2 separate regions of the Mus musculus genome follow, and region 1 is linked to region 2. A link is a contact called in public HiChIP or PLAC-seq data. All regions are on one chromosome and are shown on one strand. Each heading gives the region's core, a stretch centred on a gene start, on an enhancer-like site or on the middle of the called end of the contact. The rest is flanking DNA. Distances are from core to core; before and after follow the strand shown.

Region 1 (7,257 bases), core at 999-3,498, 100 kb before region 2:
ACTGATCATGGAATCGGCACCACGAGTGTGCAAAACAGCACTGGAAAACAGCCTGCCTGGGTCCATCTGGGAAGAATCGGGAACGATGCCAAGGATGGGGAATTCATGCAACTTCTGGGGCTGTGTTATTGTTTGTATGCTTACATGCATGTACAGACAATTATGCCCAGACAGGCTGACAGATACACATGCTTGCACACATATCTTTATAATACACATGGACTCCTGCAAATAAGGAAGCCATTGAAAGGTCATGTATGAGGGCAGAGAAAGGCCCACATGCATGGATCTGCAGCAAATCTGCACAAATCTTTGTGACCCGAGCCTGGCAGGTCATCATGGAGGTGTTGCCAGCATATATCATATTACAATACAGCTTTGCAAAGACCTGCCATAAAGACACAGTGATATTAAGAGTCATGCCATACACTAAAAAAAAAAAAATCAGAACTTGTCTTCCAGCCACTGCTCAACAACTGCACATTAACATTTTGTGTATTTTGCTAAGCCCCCCTCCCCCTGCCAGCCCAGGCTCCTGATTCTGAGGAGTACATTATAGTCTTAGGTGCCCTGTGTCACATCTTCTCTTTAGCCCCCAATTACCATTAGTTAGACATATATCAGGTAAAGTATTTGCCAGAAACCTTTCCATTTCTAATTTTGTAATCTTTAATCCCAGTAACAAGTTTGCATCTGAGATGTTTTCAGTCCTCATTCATCAGTGAGGAATCAATACATCAAAGAATCAATTCAGAGGCAAAGTGGCTTCCCTAGGAGGTTGCTAGGACCACACATCTTGGAGTTGGAGGCACCAAGAATTGAACCAAAATTCTGCTATTCAAATCACATGGGGCTTATTCTTCGCAGGGTATGGAGCCTTCTGCTTCCATGTCTACCCCTGATAATGGAGTAAAAAGGGTTTGAGGAATATGTATGTGTGTTTTGGTGTCCGTGACTGCAAGAAGGAGTATGAACAGGGTGAGCTGTGGATCGTACCTCTGTCTTCTGGCCCTGTGCACCACTCAAGGTGGCTTTCTGGGGACCCTTGCTTTGCATCCTGTCTGGATCAGCCTTGTTTTTTTCTTACTCTTCTTCCTCCTCCTTCTACCTATCCTTCCTCTTTTTTGCCTTGTGTTGATACACAGAATCAGAGTCTCTTGGGATTATATGCATTGACTTGGGAAGTGATGTTTAGATTTGGGCAGGTGTGGTTCTTTTGGCTGGAGGTCACTTGAGCAGCAGCAGAAGCCATACAAGGCGACATTTGGAGAAGAAATGTGTGATTCCTTAGACACCTGTTCAGCTTGCTTCGTCTAGGACTTGCACAGTGTGCTCGGATGTCTGAGATTGAGGGAGAAAGGAGAGCTAAACTGCCTGGAGATTTTGTGCCTTATTCTCTCGACCCTGTCGCAGTGCACACTGATGCACATGTTCAGACCAGGGAAGAATCAGGCAGAGTATTCATCTCTCCCAGGCTCACAGCCAAAGGAATGAGAACGACTTGGCAAGATATCATGGGAAATGTCATGGTCCCTTCTGGACTCACTTAAAAAGCCCAAGACCCATTTACTTTTGATTTCAAGACATTTCTATTTATAGTGTTTCGGGAAGCTGGAGTCTAGGAAGATCCTGGCTGTAGGAGTTGTCAGTTGATACAGCGGGTTTCTGCCTTTTCAGGTTTCACAGGGCCATAGCCTTGACCTTAAATGCTCCGTAATGACACATGTTAAAGGCATGGTCCCAGGATGGCCCTTTGGGAAAGTATTGAGACCTATAAGAAATACGGCTCAGTGGGACATCATGTAGTTACTGTGAGTGTGCCCTTGAGGGGGACGGTGAGCCCGAGGCACAGCCCCCTTTTGATGTGTTTCGTTCGTCTATATACTTAACACTATGACATGCTCCTGACCACATCCCAGAGTCATGGGGCTAACACACCATGGGTTGGAACCTCCAAAAATTACGAGCTGAAGTGAACCCTCTGTCTTTTGTATCTTAGTTATCTTCTATGTTTGTTATGGTGACAGAGAACACCGAATGTTAGTTTTCCCAAGTGCTTTATGAACGACTTCGTCAGAATGTTTTATATTAGGACTGTCTTTGAGAAGAGATGGTACCTGGACCATATGGGAGGAGAGTTTCCTTCAGCTTGGGGCAGGGAATGGGGCCTGGCTAGAAGAAAGCCAGTCCTAACTGGAGAGGGCAGTTCTTCTTAGGCGTGTGCCCAGGCTAGTGCAAACCCCAAAGCAGGGCTGCCAAGGAGCCAGAGGCTGCTGAATGGAATGTCAGCAAGCCAGAGGCTCAAGAATGTGGACAGTGGGCAGGGCTTGAAATGAAGTTAGCTTTCTGAGTGAGGGCAAGGCAGCCAGCAGGAAGCAAGATGAGGACCCAGATGTGACCCAGTGACATAAGTAAGAACACAGACTATGTAAGAAGCAGTCAGAGGTCCTGCAAGAAGCCCAGGCCACAGATCGGTCATGTGTTCATGGACTCTGGGGGTGGAGGAGTGGGGGACAGTGTCACAGCCCTCAGAAAGGAGCTGGAAGTTCCCAGCCTGGGAACTTTCCATGTTTGTAAGGAGGGGGTTTGGGTAGAATGGAAGCTTGCAGATTAAGGTAGGGCAAGGTAGGCTGGAGTACTAAGCGGAAGCATCAATTGATCTCTCTCCTTAGAAGACTTAGACAAAGCCAATTTTATTCTCTCTAAAGCTTGATAGGGGGAAAGCTTTGGGGAAAACTCTGGGGTCTGAGTTGGAGTAGATGTTTGTTTAAGTGGTTGGCACAGATCTTTAATCTGGCACTTGTGAGGCAGAGACAGGCAGGCCTCTGTGAATTTGAGGCTAACCTGAGCTACATAGTAAGCTTCAGGCCAGCCAAGGTTCTACACTGTCTGTCTCAACACACACACACACACACACACACACACACACACACACACACACACACACACACACACACACACAACCCCCACTCCCAACAGTGATATCAAGACCTTAAGCTTTCATTTTCTTCTTTTAGGCATAAAGATGGCAATTCTCTTTCCATCTTGTTTCCTGCTCTGTCAATCTCTTAGTATTTGCATAGTGTGCCCTGAAGAGTGGAACACTTGGGTAAACCTCTTGGGAAGACGGTGTGTAAAACTCAGTGGTGACTGTTACCTCTGGGCAGGTGCCAAGGGCCCGAGGTAGCATGCCTTCTTGTATCCTGTATCTTTTCTTTGTGTTGATTGGTTCCTCTGGCTGCCTTCACTATGCCATTTTTTTGGACAGATATGGAGGAGGATTAAAAACTCAAAAGATTTCGAGTTCTCTTAGATCTTGTGCTTCACTCACGGCAAACTCTGCTGGTAGTGTGGGCTTTGCTGCTCATAGCCAGTCTCCTCTGTGGCAGGAAGCAACATTCATGGGTGGCTCAAGCTAAGAAAAATCATAACAATCCAAGTTAGTTTCCTGTTTTACAGGATGAGGAAACTGAGGCTAAGTTATATTTTGTTCAAGTCCAGATAAACCTAAGCCATGTTTACTACAACCTGTGTACTTTGTACACATTCCTGGCTGACCGGCTGGTGGGAGCTAGAAAATGGAGTTTGGGATTTCTGACCACCAGTTTTGTTTTGGTTTTTTTTTTTTTTTGGAAGTGAAAGCTACATTAATCACTCTTTTTTTTCCTTCATTTTTTATTAGATATTTTCTTCATTTACATTTCAAATGTTATCCCCAAGTTCCCCTATTACCCCCCCCACCCCCCGCCCATCTCCCCAACCCACCCACTCCTGCTTCCTGGCCCTGGCATTCCCCTGTATTGGGGCATATGATCTTTGCAAGATCAAGGGCCTTTCCTCCCATCATTCATCGCTTTTGAGACATTTGCACAGGCTTTGAGTAGCAGAACCCCAAAATAGACTTCCCTCTTCCAGGAGCAACTCTGCATAAAAGACTCGCTGGCTTTGGACTCTAGGTTCCTGTCACATCCCTGGCAGTAGCCAGACCAAGGGACCTGGCCGGGAAGCTGGGTATGTCTCAGACGGAGAACAAACACTTGTCATAGAATGAGTCGTATCATTGGGTGGAGAGCCAAGTTTGCAGAATTGGCTTTGTAGTGATGAAGAAGGGAGATTTGCGCTTTGTCTTTGTGAGACAGTAGAGAAGACATCAGGACTCTGTGGGAGAGCTTTAAGCTTATCTCCTTCTAGCCTAAATACATGGCAAGTAAACCCTCTGAAAATAGAGGCGAGTGTCACCAAAACAAAGAAAGCATACATCGTACAAGAAGGCATACTGCCCTCAGGCCCTTGGCACCCACCCAGTCATCAGTGATTTTTTGCCTTGCTGTTGAGGGTATGGGCCAAAGTTTGGACAGAGATGCATTTCAATGGCTTGTTATCTGTCAGCTAGCCTAACATGTGCTGCCCAGGGTTATCACCAAAATGTGAAGGCAGCAGGGATTTGGCAACACATGAGAGACTTACACTGACCCTTCCTGCATAGTCTTGAACCTATCTGAACTCAGTACCCTGTTGCATGTGGAGAAGGACTTAGCCTTTCCTTGCTAACTGTGGTGATGTCTGAAAATAACATCAGCTATATAGCTCCCTAGAGAATCATGTGCCCATGATCTCTGCTAAGACACATATGTTATGGTGGAGTCGCTCATGCTAAACAGCAGACTGCTTATTAAGAGTCTCCTATAATCTTCCACAGTAGTGGTGTTTCCAGTGAGCACAAGATTGTCTAGAATAGACTGTTTCAGCTCTTATCCTCTCTTGGCATTGACTGCTCTTGTATAACCAAGATCTACCTGGGGGCATATCATTAGGAGTAATATGTTTAGCTTCCTGGCTATACCTCTGTAGGGAAGCCATGGACCCTTTTCTTTCTTCCTTGCATGAATGCAGTCACAAGATGTGCTGTGTCAGATGATGTAAATTAAAGGGGCACCCAGAGATACAGAGCAACAACATGGAAGGGACCTGGGACACTGACCATGAATGGAGAGGTTTTGTGTGTGTCTCCTGTGTAAGACCAATCATTTTGGTCTCCATCAGCAGTAGCTCAACTTATGATTTAAGTTATACATAATTTATTAGGAGCTTTTACTTTGGAATAATAAAACAAGATAGCAATTAGATTTAATGGTGAATCCAAGAGACATGGAAAACAGGAAATTGGACTAAAGAAGGGGAGCATCCTTTCTCTAAGAAGCCCTCTTTTTTGGCTTCCATCTCATATGCTGGGCTTGTTTGTGTGCCCCTAGGAAATATAAGTAGAGACTACTGATATGGGTGTCCAGGGGACTTTTGTATTAGGTAATTTTATGACTTGATTTTCTTGGAGACTGCAGGCGGTGATGAAAACATCAAAGTGGGAACAGAGTCTGTGAAATTTGTTTTGGAAAAAGCATCAACTAACCGGTGTTGGGCAGCAAGCTGTCTATCAGTGTGCAGCTAGGGTCTTAAGATTAGCAGACTATGGGATTAGGAGAAGGTCTCAGAGATGACCAACTCCAATCATCAGCTTTAGTGTCTAAGAGTCAATGCACTGGGTGATTTAGCCCTTTAATTCTTGAATCCGAAGTTGCTCAAAGAGCCACTGTAACTTGCCTGACCTGGCCTTCTTTGAGAGCAGTGACAGAGTTTCACAGTGACATTGTTCTTATGTAACTCTTCATTTAAGGATGGAAGCCACTTTTTTGCTATTGTACTAAAATATACATGTGGTAAGGCTTGCTGTTTTAACCATTTGGGGGTATGTATTTAATGGTTTTCAATGTATATAAAGTGTTGTATAACTGTTACCAAATCCCATCTCTGAACTGTGCGTCTTGTAAAACAGAACCCTGTGGTGCCCACTAAGCCCTCGCTCCTGTCTTCTTCAGACTCCACTGTGCCTTCTGTCTTTTTGGATGTGCTACGCCAGGACTACATAGTGCAGGAGTCATGCAGCCCATTTGTGAGTGGAGGTGGATGAATGGCTTGCTAGTCAGAAGGAACCAGGGTTCTGTGATGAGCAGGAGTGGGAGAAACTCCTTCACGGTCAGACACAGTGGCCTCGTGTCAAAATGCCACCTGCCACTTCACTTTTAACTTACATTATGGGAGATGTGGCGCACAGGCATAGGTCTTGAATAAGTTAGCTGGAATGTGCTTGGCAGGACATTGAGACATAGGTAGCTCAGTGGTGGAGCATTTACTGGCATCTGGGAGGCCTGGGTTCACCACCTAGCACTGTAATTTAAATAATGTCTGAGAAAAACTTAAGGGTGGTGGCAGCGATGTTCCCTGCAACCTGCCTCGCTCCAGGTTAATCACATTCTCAGCAGACCTTGGTGCTTGTCTTGTTCTGACTCCTCCTCTTCTCCCTGGCTCCTAACATCCCATGTTGAAGTTTTTTTTAAGTTAAGAAAACAGTAAGACTTTGCCTCTCAGTGCAGAGATGTCCTCTTTCAACTCACAGTAGGCCCCAAGTCCTCTAATGCTGCATCTGGCTCCCCTGGTATGCAGGTGTCCCTTTGCTTATGGATACCAGGAGAGTAACACTGTTCTTGGGTGGCATTATGGAATACACACCCAGGACTGGTGCCCACACCCAGTCAGACTGATGTGTAACGACCTTGTTCTGCAGCAACAGTGCAGAGCCCGAGGTCTGCGTTCTGTGGCAGATACTCCTGTGTCTGGAGAGATTGACTACTTGTAGTCAGCAGGAGTTATGGTGTCAGTATTGCTTGGGACCATCGGCTTCATGGTACCATTCCCCACTAGGAGCCTTGAGCCAGCTGGCTTTATGACTTGTGTAAATTTTGTTTTGTTGTTTCTTTGTGGTGCTGAGGATTGAATCCAGTTGTGTACTAACTGAGCACTTACCACCCCAAGTCTACAAGTCTCATCCCAAGATCTTCACAAACTATTTTAGTGTGTTTAGACTTCTATTCCTATATATTTGAAAAATTAGAATTACCCCTAATGCATCTTTTTATTTTTTCTCTTCCTCTCCCTTTCTCTCTCTCTCTTTCTCCCTCTCCCCTCTTCCCCTCTCTCTCTGACACACACACACACACACACACACACACACACACACACACACACAAGTACACAAGTGCCATCTACTTGTTTTTCCTCTTATTATTCTTTTTTTGGAGACAGGACCTTTCATGGGCCTGGAGCTTTCCAAACTAACATTGGCAGGTCAGCAATTCCCAGCAGTCCCTGTCTCTGCCTTCACAGCACTGGGATTCCAAGCAAGTGCTACTATCGTGAGCTTTT
Region 2 (6,412 bases), core at 1,421-3,920:
CCGTACAAAACCTGGGTTGGAGCATTAGCAACTGGCAGGGGTCCGGAGTAATTAAACTAGGTTATTGATCCAGGGGCATGGAGCCCTTGGGCACACTCCAACCTTTGACACCTGCTCTTACCCCCTCTGCCTTCTCCACTATTCCAATAGTCCTCCAGACACACTTGCTACGTGGGGCTTGGTGTTTGAGGTCCATGCTTGCCAGAGTTGGATGTGGTTTTTATGTCCCTTCCCCCTTTGTGGAAGACATATTGGGGTCAGACAGAAGCAGGGGCTGTCGTGGTCTGGGAGTGAAAATAGACTTGGCTCTGTTGTGCTGAGTGAGAAACCTTGGGCCTGGCTTTCTATGAGGCAGAAGATTAAAAACAAGATCTTCCCACTTCAGTGAACATCACAAACACCCAGTAAGACACTGTGAAGCCCTTAGCAAAACGCGGAGTTAATGTGTTAAGAGACCTGAGATGGAGGGGGAGGCTGGGGAAGGGCAGGGGCTTGGAATCGGAGGGACCTGGGTCCCTCTGTCCCTGCAGGCTGTGACACGTGAGCTATGAACTTCTCATTCTTAGCTTCTCTTTGTGCATCTGTGTGCTGAGGGATAAAAACTAATGGGGCCAGTTCCTAAGACCCAGTAATGACAAGAGCGTCTATGAGTTTCAAATTCTTATTAGGTCTGTGGGCTGAGCTCTTTTCCTCTTGAAGCCTCTGGGGAGTGAAGGAGAATCTTCAGTGCTGTGTGGCTTTGTAGGATTTTTTTGTCTTCTTTTGCTTTGTATCGTATCTCTACAAGAGGGGGACTTCCAGTGGGCATTGTCTCTCGCCATGCTCTGAAGCCCGGCCTGTCCCCTGGCTGTGGGTACTTACAGGGAATTATGGTAGAAGTGGCCTGTGGGTTTGGCTGAGTTTCCTCCCGTCTGTTCACTCCCACAGCAAGCACATTAGGTGCAGGTTGCATGTGTCCAAACCAATCTGGGCTTCTGACTACTTACATAGGCATGGTAAGGTGTCGTGTGTGTGTGTGTGTGTGTGTGTGATGCACACATGTAAAAGCACAGAGCTGAAGAAGCTTGCAGTCATTTTAGTGCACCTGTAGTGTATCTGTGACCAGCTAGAGTTCAGAAATGGAACTTTCTGCTTGTGGCCTCATGGTGGTTCTCAAAACCCTTTTGGCTTTTGGGCCATCTCAGGTCTCCAGAGTTTGTATTACAGATGCTCAACCTGTATATCTGATCCCTATCCTTGGCAGGGCTGATACTTGCTGTCTCAATAAACCCATAAGTTGAATAGTGTAACTCCTTCAACACAGCCCACAGACAGCATTGCATTGCCCATTGTACAGATGAGAAACTGAGACTTAGTCTGGGGGTTGGGGGAAGGAACCAGAATGAATGTTTAGCTCTGGTCTGGGCTTGAGGCTAAGTCCAGGGGAAGAAACTAAACCATAAAAGGGGACACCCATTGTCCTGGAACTCTTTTGTCCAGGGTCTGTAGAGAATGCTTGGAGCCCGTTTTCCCTCTCCCACTGAGGAGGAGGAGTAGGAGAGGGAGGAAGGAGAAGGGGGCGAGAATGTCTCTAACTTTGGGATTCTTGCAGTGTGACTTGTTTAAGAGCACTGCCTACTTTGTGACCAGGAGGAAATCTCATCCTATGGCTGCCCTGCTTCTCTGGCAGACTATTCCTTTGGTCTCAGATCACTGCCATATATCTGACACGGTTCAGGTTTATTGCATGTAAAGTGATGAGAGGGTTTTTTAAAGATAGGAGGTTTGTGCCCTCTCACATCATTGATGGGTAAAAAGGAGCAGGTTTTTAGGATCTTTGGGTCTCTGCTGGAATGGTAACGATATGGGCCTCCATTTTTGAACAGCGTATGTGTTTTCTAAGGACCCGTTTGTTTTCCTCTGTCACTGAACCTTGATATGCTCCAAAATTTCTCAATCATATGGTTTCTGGAGAGGGAGATGCTGGGAAGGGGTTGACTTGCTTCCTCTGAAGAGTCAGCTTTCAAGGATATGGCTGGGGTGAACAGAGGCAGAGCCAAAAGCAGGCTGAGAAGCCTGGGGTTCTGGCAGGGTTCATATTCCTAGGATCAAAGCTCAGAGCTCTTGATTGATGCTGATCCTCTCATAGGTGGCCCCAGCAGCCTTGGTTCCAGAGGATGTGTGGCTTCCTATCCTACACTTTGAGTGGCTGCATAGAAGATGCCCCTGGGCAGTCTGGGGAATGTAGGAGACCTTGTGTTTGAAGGGGGATTATCAAGGGAACACTCATGGAGTCTGTTGTCTTGGGAGGGTTCCACCATGGCCTCTCTTCCTGTGAGTGTCCTGGGTAGTGGGCCAGTAGAGTTGTGGGCAGCTAGGGAAGGCTGCAGTGAGGACTTCCAGGGCTGGAGGTTGCTAGGCAGTGAGGAGGTTTCCCAGGGAGATTGTGGATAGAAACACCATCTGCTAAAGATGATTTAGTTCCGGAAGAGGCAAGGGAAAGAACGGAATGGTCCTTGCTGTCCCACTCAATCTTACACTGCACATTCGTGCTGAGTATTCTGGCCAAACTTCAGCTAGGCAGATCTGAGGGTCCTGTAAATAAATGGTCTAGGTGTTCCAGCCCTAGCCTTCTCTTGGCTGTCCTGGTGGCATGTGCTGAAAGCTCCTGTGTTGAGCAAGGGCGATAGATATATGACTAATCACTTAGGCTTTATCGAAACACCAACAGTTGCAAAATGCCTCCACCTCTACACAGGGAAGGGTGAACAATGAGAAAAATGACTTCAATACAAGAAACACATTCTGTGGAGGGTGAATCCAAAAATCAGGGAGGGAACAGTGGGGATCAGGATGTCATGTACAGACTGGCTGAAACAAATCAGCTAGACTAGCTCTGCCCCATGCTACCATCCACATGGGAACCTTAGGAGTCAGTAGGCTGCTGGTGGCCCCGTGCCAGTGAAGTCCCTGGCTTTGACTGCGGGGAGAGCAGTTCTGAGTGCCTGGTTTCTGGATCTGGAAACACACTCAGCCCTCTAGGACAGAGGATGTTGGGCAGATATTTTGAGATGTGGTGTCTTTTTAGGAGATGGTCAGTCACCCGGTACTTCCCTACCTAGACTCCTAGCTAAACGTCATACTGAACATCTGCATCTAGTGTCCAATTGGTGTCACAAGAAGATGCATTATCTATGCAGCTGAGGAATCAAAGGGCATCTTTGCAGAGAATAAAGAAAGCAAAGACGACAGGAGGTGCCATTTTGCACGGACATCATTACCATCCCAAGGTCCAAAGGCACAAGGACAGAAAACCATGCTTCTGGTATTTTATGAGAACAGGATAAGAAGGAGGGACCATAAGGTGAAAACTTTGGTTGTTGTTCAGAACTTAACACCAAATTAGTGCGTGTCATGTTCAGTATAGCTTCTCATTGCTCAAACAGAATCCAGAGTATCGAGGGACCACACCAATGTTGATAGACCACAGACCAAGGAGGGGAAAAGAGGCAAGTGCGTGCTAGGCTGGCAAGATTGTGTTGATTTAATCTAAACCCCTCTAGAAAGTGCATCCTGAGATGGAGTGCTCCCCACTTCCAAATTATTCTGTTTTCAGGCTTTCCCTGTGTGCTTGCAAAACATACTGAACAAATCATCCGGGCCTCAGAAAAGTCTTCATGGCATTAGTTCTCTGAGACCACAGCCTTCTGAGGGCAGAGACAGAGCCACTTACTGCCCGCTATTGTGAGGGACCTTAACCCCCTCTCCCCCCCCTCCATCAGCTTCTGCGGTGCTCAGAGATCTCAGGGCCTGTGACCTCCTTGAAAGCCCTCAGGCTGGCTTATTGGCACAGCTGGCGGTCTTGTCACATGACCTGAGTCTCTGGTGAGAGAATAGGAGAGACCGTGAGGAAATGAGGGAGGAACACTCAAGGCTGATGAAGGGCTTTATACAGGAAGTCATAGTCCTGAAGGACCCGAGGCTGAGGACTGTGGGAGCAGGGGCAGCTGGCACATCGCTGGACTTTCCTTGGGCTAAGGAGAGCCATGGATCTGCAGGATCAGGCAGGGCTCCTCATCTCCTAAGGCCTTTCATCCTGGTGCCATGGTGTCTCTTGTCGTCAACTGCAGATCTGCAGGTGTTCTTCCCCTTCCCCCACCAGGAAGTCCCAGTCCACTCAAGAAGAGCAGGTGACATCGTTAGCATGCTTGAGAGACTGGCATTGCCAGCGAGTGGGGGTTGCTGGCAGAGTGAGAACCAGATGCTTGCTTGGTGGCTTACTGCTCACTCTCCAGGCGCTGGGCCCCATGTTCAGGACAGACTCTGTGCTTTTGTCCATCCCTTCCTCTTCCAGCAGGACCAGAAGAGGGACATGTGTTTACCATGTTGCTCTCAACAGATCATGTCAGGGGAAGAACACTCCTTAAGAAGGAAATCTCCTAAGAGAAGTGTCAGCCCGGAGCAGCCACTTCATAGTGTAATTTATTCAACATCTAAGACCTTTGGTTTCTCAGCCTCCAGGTAGGGAGAGGAGGAGTATCTGCAGGAGGGAGCAGGTGGAGAGTTCAATGATCTTCAGTGGCAGGTACTGAGGACCTGTGCTTCTTCAAGAAATGTCTTGGGGAAGCATCCCCACAGGTTGCTGGAGACATGGGATGCTGGTGGGGCCACCAAGGCAGCAAACAACCTCCAAGTATTAAGTTGCTTCCTATGTAGCTTTCTTCTTCGTGGCACTGGGTCATCATTCTATAGACCCTATTCTAAGCTGCCCCCCAACCTGATGAACTGAGGACCTGCGGCATCCGTTCAGAAGTCAGGAGCATGTCTGAGAAGTTTCAACAAGGACACCCAGGATGCTTCATCTGTCACTTGGGCAGTAGTCTCAAGGATCCATAAGTTGGTGGCCTCTCAGTTCAGCTTTGCAAGGGTAACAATAGCTATGATGTCTAACAGTAAACCCTACCAGTTACAGATACTGTTTGTACATTATTCTAATGCTCCTGATGACTGTCCACCACTGATATTTGCCTATTTTCTCTTTGATAAGGAGACAGGATTATATAACTCTGGGACCTTGCCCAAGGCCACCTGACTAGGAGCCCATAGAACTAGACCGATTTGACTCTAGGATATACTATTGTAAGCCGTGAAGCCAGTTTCTTTGCAGAGTGAGTGACAGTGGCCATGCTCAACAGATTCCCAGAAGATGGGGGTGGGGAGAATTGCCTGGCACAGTGGCCCCTAGCTGGCATGAGGTACCCTTTCTGGCTGCAGTTCTAAGATTTGGGGATGGGATGAACATCCTTGTCAGTAGACTGACCCCCTAGACCAGCATGCTGGCATGCTTGGCTGGCACCCTCTGCAGTCTTCCTCCAGTGTTCATGGCCTCTTGATGGAGTGACAACTGTGATTCAGCGCTGGCACCCGTGGCAGCAGAGACGTAGTGAAATGGGAGAAAGGATTGTAATTATCTCTTAACACATCTCCACATTGCTCTGCTGTCAGGGCGGTTTTGTTTTCTGATTTATTTTGATCTGCTTAGAAATTAGTTGCTGCAGTGCACTGAGTATGTAATCCATGTCCCGTGAACTCGCAGCCATCAGCTCAACGAAAGCCCAGCAACACATGGCTTTCTTTTCTTGCCTTTCCTTGGTTTCTGTGAGGCTGTGTGTGTCTGTTGACTGTCTTTCTGTCTTTCTGCCATGACTCCTCGTCGTACCTAATGATCTTGTCCGCCAACCTTTCTGGAGGGCTCGTTCCCATAGTGAGCTTACCACCTGAATTGTGTTGCTCTGCTTGTCCTCCTTCACATTCTCAGCCTTCTCTGGTCCTCTCTTGCTGCCTCTGCAGACACCCCTTCTTGCTGTCCACCCCACAGGCAGCTCCCCCACTCTGTTCTGGCATGCCAAGTTTTCCTGGGGAGGTGAGAGCAAACATCTCATCATCCCAGATGGGCACCAGCAACAGGCGAAGTCTGATTCCACCAAGGCTAGCTTGGTGAGAAGAGTGAGCTTATGGGGCTTTCTTGCAAATCACAGGTGACGGGTTAGCTCTGGTGACTCCCAAATAGTACATCACGGCAGAGTCCCAGCCCATCGAGATGAAGACCTCATGGAAGTTGAATTATAGCATCCTGCTTTCAATTAACCTTCAACCTCTGAATTACACTAGCGTCTCTCCAGACCACTTGCCGCTGCTTGAGTGGGTAAAGGCTGGAATTTTAAGTGCATGTCTTGAGACTTTTCCATCTTCCATCTACCAGGGAGTGTCTGTAGTTCCCACTATTACTATAGACCTGGATATAATTGTATTTTTCTCCTCTAGTTGCCATGACTACTAGGACAAAATCCAAGATGGCATCTTATTATGCCCAGAGGAAAAAGTACCACACAGCACAGCCCCACACAGCCCTGGTTTTCACCAAGGATGTGCT

Evidence for each region. HiChIP or PLAC-seq counts read pairs in DNA pulled down with a chosen protein or histone mark.
Region 1: a contact with region 2 is called in a CTCF HiChIP or PLAC-seq map of the NIH/3T3 cell line, with 9 read pairs. The contact joins two enhancer-like sites. A contact is called at or near these places in 1 of 39 promoter capture datasets (the 3T3-L1 cell line), 1 of 15 datasets of contacts at CTCF or cohesin (the NIH/3T3 cell line), 7 of 484 Hi-C or Micro-C datasets (the 3T3-L1 cell line, the HL-1 cell line, cerebellar granule neurons and 4 more) and 2 of 115 datasets of contacts at active chromatin or transcription factors (VIP interneurons and vascular smooth muscle cells).

What each region holds. Positions count from the first base shown.
Region 1 is chr6:119,032,317-119,039,573 of GRCm38.p6, reverse strand. The region is part of intron 3 of Cacna1c (calcium channel, voltage-dependent, L type, alpha 1C subunit); the gene reads left to right. Among named protein-coding and RNA genes, the nearest start is that of Gm50599, 21 kb to the right of the region's middle. Within about 2 kb of position 2,248, at least 61 of the 459 cell types and tissues checked have an H3K27ac peak or open chromatin away from gene starts, as enhancers often do. A contact at or near this core is called in the NIH/3T3 cell line and uterus, where this site is marked.
Region 2 is chr6:118,932,224-118,938,635 of GRCm38.p6, reverse strand. The region is part of intron 3 of Cacna1c (calcium channel, voltage-dependent, L type, alpha 1C subunit); the gene reads left to right. Among named protein-coding and RNA genes, the nearest start is that of 4931430N09Rik, 55 kb to the right of the region's middle. Within about 2 kb of position 2,670, at least 35 of the 459 cell types and tissues checked have an H3K27ac peak or open chromatin away from gene starts, as enhancers often do. A contact at or near this core is called in the NIH/3T3 cell line and uterus, where this site is marked.